2 separate regions of the Mus musculus genome follow, and region 2 is linked to region 1. Evidence: chromatin contacts called from public HiChIP or PLAC-seq data. All regions are on one chromosome and are shown on one strand. The core of a region is the stretch at or near the end of the contact, and the rest is flanking DNA. Distances in the headings are between cores, read along the strand shown. Region 1 has its middle 16 kb from the start of Gm24803. Region 2 overlaps Nf2 (neurofibromin 2).

The links. HiChIP or PLAC-seq counts read pairs in DNA pulled down with a chosen protein or histone mark.
Region 2: an H3K27ac HiChIP or PLAC-seq map of embryonic stem cells shows a contact between it and region 1, with 6 times the contacts expected there. The contact joins two enhancer-like sites. A contact is called at or near these places in 1 of 15 datasets of contacts at CTCF or cohesin (the NIH/3T3 cell line) and 4 of 115 datasets of contacts at active chromatin or transcription factors (astrocytes and embryonic stem cells).

Annotation. Positions count from the first base shown.
Region 1 is chr11:4,306,911-4,309,610 of GRCm38.p6, reverse strand. No RefSeq gene overlaps it. Among named protein-coding and RNA genes, the nearest start is that of Gm24803, 16 kb to the left of the region's middle. Within about 2 kb of position 1,265, at least 151 of the 459 cell types and tissues checked have an H3K27ac peak or open chromatin away from gene starts, as enhancers often do. A contact at or near this core is called in embryonic stem cells, where this site is marked.
Region 2 is chr11:4,801,847-4,804,546 of GRCm38.p6, reverse strand. Nf2 (neurofibromin 2) reads left to right here. Exons shown (of 17, transcript NM_001252250.1): 7 at 794-869. Among named protein-coding and RNA genes, the nearest start is that of Nf2, 46 kb to the left of the region's middle. Within about 2 kb of position 1,421, at least 95 of the 459 cell types and tissues checked have an H3K27ac peak or open chromatin away from gene starts, as enhancers often do. A contact at or near this core is called in embryonic stem cells, where this site is marked.

The DNA of each region.
Region 1 (2,700 bases), core at 16-2,515:
GTTCTAAGCCAGCCAAGGCCTTCATAATGAGGCACTAACTCAAAAACTCCAAAACCATAAATTAACCTGAATATGAACATTCTTCACAGAATTGGAAATGAATGTAGGCAATTTTATTTAAATTTATTCAATTTTGTTTAAGGATGGTTTTACAGGTAAACAAAGTGGCATCTGATAGCGTCATGTGGGCGAAAGCTCTCCATGTAAGCCCAGCGCCTGGGGCTCCTGGCACCGGGTTTTACCATCTTATCTGCCCATAAAATTGTAGGCTCAGGAACACCCCATGTGGTGACCTGGAATCAGGCCCTGTCCATGAGCCCTGCTGTCTGGAAATATAAAGGCTCACACTGTATTGGCTTTGGCCACTGAAGAGAGGGAACACTCTGAGGTCCTTGAAGGCTCTCAGCTGAGGGGGCGGGGAGAAATGTGGGGAGCCTTGTACTTACAAAGTCAAAAGGGGAAAACATGTGTTTCCCATTTGTCTTGGGATGGGAAAGAAAAACTTTTCCTTTCACTTAATCTGGTTCAAACAAACAGAGAGACTGCCCTTTTTGTAAACTCGCCGAATGTCAAATATTGTTCACTAGCATGGCATCAGCTTACTAAGCCACGACACAGCCACTTTCCTCACGTAATCCCCTCAATTAGAAGGCACTTCAGCCTGAAGAGGGGCCACTAAACTAATACACACTTCCTATGAACTGGATGAGAGTCAGCCGTGGAGTCAGGTTTCCAAATCTATAGCCGCTGATTTCAGCCAGAGCCGGAGGCAACGTGGCTACAGTCATGACTCAGGATTCTGTGAGTGAAAGCAATCACGTCAAGTGATGTAAGAAAATTTCCCCGTTCCCCATCCCCTGGCCGCCTCCTCCCTGGGGAATTCAACCGAAGAGCCTTGGGTGTGTTGGGGTGAAGGGCATCGTGTGCCTGGGTGCCCGGTGGCCAGCGCAGTGCCTATCAGCTTACAGCGACCAGGGTCGGTGCCTGACAAAGGAAGTAGTACCCTGTGATGAGCGCTTTCCTGTTGGTCCATGAGCTCAGATAATTGCATTGTAATGTGTGTGAGAATCTTATAAACTAAACCGGGAGACGAAGGGGCCTGTGGTGGTCTGGGCTGAAGTTGAGGAGGGAGGCGCTGATGCAGGCCCAACCTTTGAAGTCACTCTGTTTGTGAAAAGTCTGCCCGGCTCTCTTAAGGAAGCTCCGCTGGAATGAGGTTCCTGCGCATGTGGGGTTTGAGGCTATTGTCTTTGGCTCCGACTTTCCCCTCAAGCCCTAGCTAGGACATGTTTAAATCCCATAACAACAGCCTGACATGGAATTGCTCACTCTCTCATTGCATCAGGGGACTTTTACTCGGGCAGATTTTGAATGCCTCATTGTTTAATAGGACAGGAAGTTTATTTTCTATGTAAATGAGGAATCTTCCCCACCCCCTGACACCCCACCTCCACACTTTTTTACTGCTTGGGAGATGGGTGCAGAGGCCTGTCTGGTTATCTCCAGTCTAGCTCCTTCCAGGGGCAAAACTGCACTGGTTTTTTTTTTTCTCAGAATTAGCACGGAAGCCCTTAGGCATGCTTCACCAGTGGTTAGAGCCACTCTGTGACAGAGCGGAGGTACATCTGGCAAGAACTGGGCTTTCTCAGCTGGGTGTCATGGCCACACACCTGTTAGCCCAGCATTTGGGAGACAGAGACAGGCTGAGTTCTAAGTTAGCCAGGGCTACATAGTGAATCCCTGTCTCAAAAAAGGAGAGAGAAAGACAGAGACAAAAGGAGAGAGAAAGACAGAGACAGAGACAGAATGTACGTGTGTCTCTAAACATCTTCATTTTAATCTGAATTGAAATTAACACCACACACACACACACACACACACACACACACACACCATTCCCAAACCTAGAGATGCCCCCTTCCTTTCCATGGGAATTACTGAATAACGACCAGCATCAGGCTATAAGGGCTCTGACCTACAAGGCTGTGGGAAGCAAAGAGCAGGGCAAGCCCACGTCAGCACTGGTCAGCCTCCATCAGAGCAAACGTCTGAGAAGAGTAGATGTTTCTAGAAAGGAAAGCCTCGTATACTTCCCATCTCCGTATCACGCAGACGGCCACCTAAAAGGGCTACAGTATAATGACCTCGGCCACCTAAAAGGGCTACAGTATAATGACCTCCTCCAAAAAAAAAAAAATGTCTGAGAGAGAAAAAAAAAATCAAAATTGTCTCGTGGGGCTGGAGAGATGGCCCTGCTGTAAAGAACACTATTGTTCTTCGAGAGGACCAGGTTTCCATTCCCAGCACCCGCGTGGAGGCTCCCGACCTTTTGTACCTCCAGCTCTGGGGGATCCAGTGCCCTCCTCCGACCTCCTGAGCCACTGCATGGTGCGCTCCATGCTCATAAAACTTTAAAACCTTTCTCTCAAGACATCCAAAAGGAAAGAGGTAATGTTTTGGGTTTTTGTCTGCTTGTCTTGCTTAAAGAGAATAGCCAGGGGCTGTGCATGAGACCGAAGGTCTGGGCTAAGTCTCCAGCATGGCCTTGTATTCATTCCCGGAACCACCGCGTTACCCTACAGCATACACGCGAGCGGCTCCGTCTTTAACATTACAGCAGTGCAGGCTAGGGGTGCAGTTCTTAGCATCCATGGCAGCCTGGGTTTGATCCTCTGGACCTCGTATGCTGGGTGTGCTACA
Region 2 (2,700 bases), core at 172-2,671, 490 kb before region 1:
GATTTCTGGTTCTTCCGCCTGCCTGCCAACACTTGGCATTCTCTCAGGGTGAATTTTTAAATCCATTCGAGAGTGTTTCGAGATGAGAGAGAGGACAAGAACAAGGTCACAGGGAAGCTTGAGTTAAATACTTCAGTACTTTTACCTCTCAGGGAGTTTTCTGCAAGTCACTGCTGCATCCAGAGCTTGCTTTAAGCTCGACTTACAACACAGAAGCATTCACCTACTGGCCTGGGTTTTATGGCTCAGATAGTTCTTGCCTTAATCTTCAGCAGTAACCCAAGAGATAAAACCAGGAAAGTGGGTGTTGTCAGCTTCTAGAGAGGCCCCTTCATTACTGAAGCTCTAGGTTAAGGAAGTACACAGAGACAGGCAGTGACTTCGTGCATTTGAGGTCGGAAAGAATGAATGCACTGTGGCTTTGTTTTTTCTTTCTGCCAATGCCGGGGATGGAACCTAGAGCTTTGCGCATGCGGAGTGAGTGCTTTGCTGCTGAGCTACACTCCCAGCCCCCACGTTCTTTTTTTTAAATCACTTGAGACAGATGTCACTATTTACCAAGGCCAGAGTGTGAAATTGAAGCCAAGAGTCAGTGTAATGAATCTGTTTTCTTATTTTCACGGGGATGGGAATCTCTGGGTTGAGAAAAGTGTTGCTGTGTCTGGTCTGTCTCATCTTCTGCAGGTCCCTTCTATCTCACCAGAGGCATGCTCAGAATATTTGACTTGGCAAGAGTCTGTCCTTCATCCTTGTCACTTAGCCCTAATAATGGTGTCTTCTATTCTCCTCACAGGGATGAAGCTGAAATGGAGTATTTGAAGATAGCTCAGGACCTGGAGATGTATGGTGTGAACTACTTTACAATCCGGGTGCGTTGACTCCTTCCCCAGTTCCCTGGCTCTCAGAAAGACTGAGTCGAGGCCACACAGGCAGATGGGTCACTTCCTCATCCCAGGGTGCTTAGAGTCTTTATGGTTCAGTAGTAAAGAAGAAACGGGAAGACAAGGTCGAGAGCCTGGTTTCATTTGGGGCTTCGAATTAGATCAGAAATAGATCAAATTAAGTGTCATTGGTACCCTGAGGGACTCAGGCCCGGTTCTCTTCTTAGCAGAGACCTGTTGGAATGCTGGCCATGTAATGTTTGATTATTCCGGCCTCTTGGGAAATCCAAGGAGCACCTGGAAATAATGTCTTTCCCCGGGGCCCACTGCTCTTAGAGATTCCTAATTTGTTTGGGTGGAACTCTTGTTCTCACTGTGAGGCTAATTAGTTTTCTATTCAGACCATTAATGGTCTGCAGGCCTCCGGGAACCATGCCTCTGCAGAGAAAGGCATTTGTGTTCTGTTCAGGTCTGGCCCTAGAGCGTGTTTCTCGCTCGTTGGGGGATTTGGCTGCTGGCTGCGGTATTCATGGCTTCCTCCAGAGGAGCACATGCCAAGTACCGGGCTTTTCCTCACTGCTGGGTGGCGGGTGCCAGGAAGCTTGGCTACAGAGGAGTAGCCATTGAAGGTCAGCTGCAGCCATCCCCTGGACTATCCCACAAACTCTTTGCTTCCCCCTTTTGGGGTCCTACAGACAGCCTTTATGTTAACGTTGAGTAAATTGAATTAAGCATGATTTCAGTATTCTAGGATAGCTTTCTACTTAATTTGTTTCCTAAATGCAGGTTTTTGTGGATTTTTTTTTTTTTTTTTTTTTTTTGCATTAAAAATCAGGGCATAAGCCGGGTGTGGTGGTGCACGCCTTTAATCCCAGCACTTGGGAGGCAGAGGCAGGCAGATTTCTGAGTTCAAGGCCAGCCTGGTCTACAGAGTGAGTTCCAGGACAGCCAGGGCTACACAGAGAAACCCTGTCTCAAAAAAAACCCAAAAGGCTGGTGAGATGGCTCAGTAGCTAAGAACACTGACTGCTCTTCCAAAGGTCCTGAGTTCAGGAACCACATGGTGGCTCACAACCACCGGTAATGAGATCTGACGCCCTCTTCTGGTGTCTGAAGACAGCTACAGTGTACTTATGTATAACAATAAATAAACATCTTAAAAAAAACTTTAAAAACAAAACAAAAAACAAACAAACAAACAAAAAAACCAGGGCACACTGAAATGTACTACCACAATAAGCAAGGGCCTAAAAGATATTTTACTTGTAGCAGGACCTGAGTTCAAGTCCCAGCTCGTGGTTTGGGAGGCTCACAATTGCCTGACATTCCAGCTCCAGGGGATCTGAGGCCTGTGGATTCTGAGGGCACTTGCACTTATGTGCACAGACACAGAAATACGTAACTAAAAACCATCAAAATAAGAACAAATCTTTAAAAAAATAAGAATAAAAAAGAATGCAGAAGGTTGTTTCTCGTGTGTCATGAGGGCCAGTGAGATGGAGTAGTAGATAGGCAATTGCTGCCAGGCCTGACATGCTGAGTTCAGGTCATGGAATTCACACGGTGAAAGGAGAGAACTCTTGTTCTTACTGTACGGCACATGGTCCTATGATCTTCACATGTGTGCTGTGGCATAAGCATGCATTCACACAACACACACAAATTAGTAAGTATTAAATAATTAAAAGTTTTATTAGTTTGTGTTTGACATCTGTTTCTTTGAGGTTAGACTAATGCATTTCTGTGGTTTTGTCTCTTGCCCACCACCAACATTAATTGTTTAAAAGAAAAAAGCATTTGCAATCCTTAGAAAATGGAT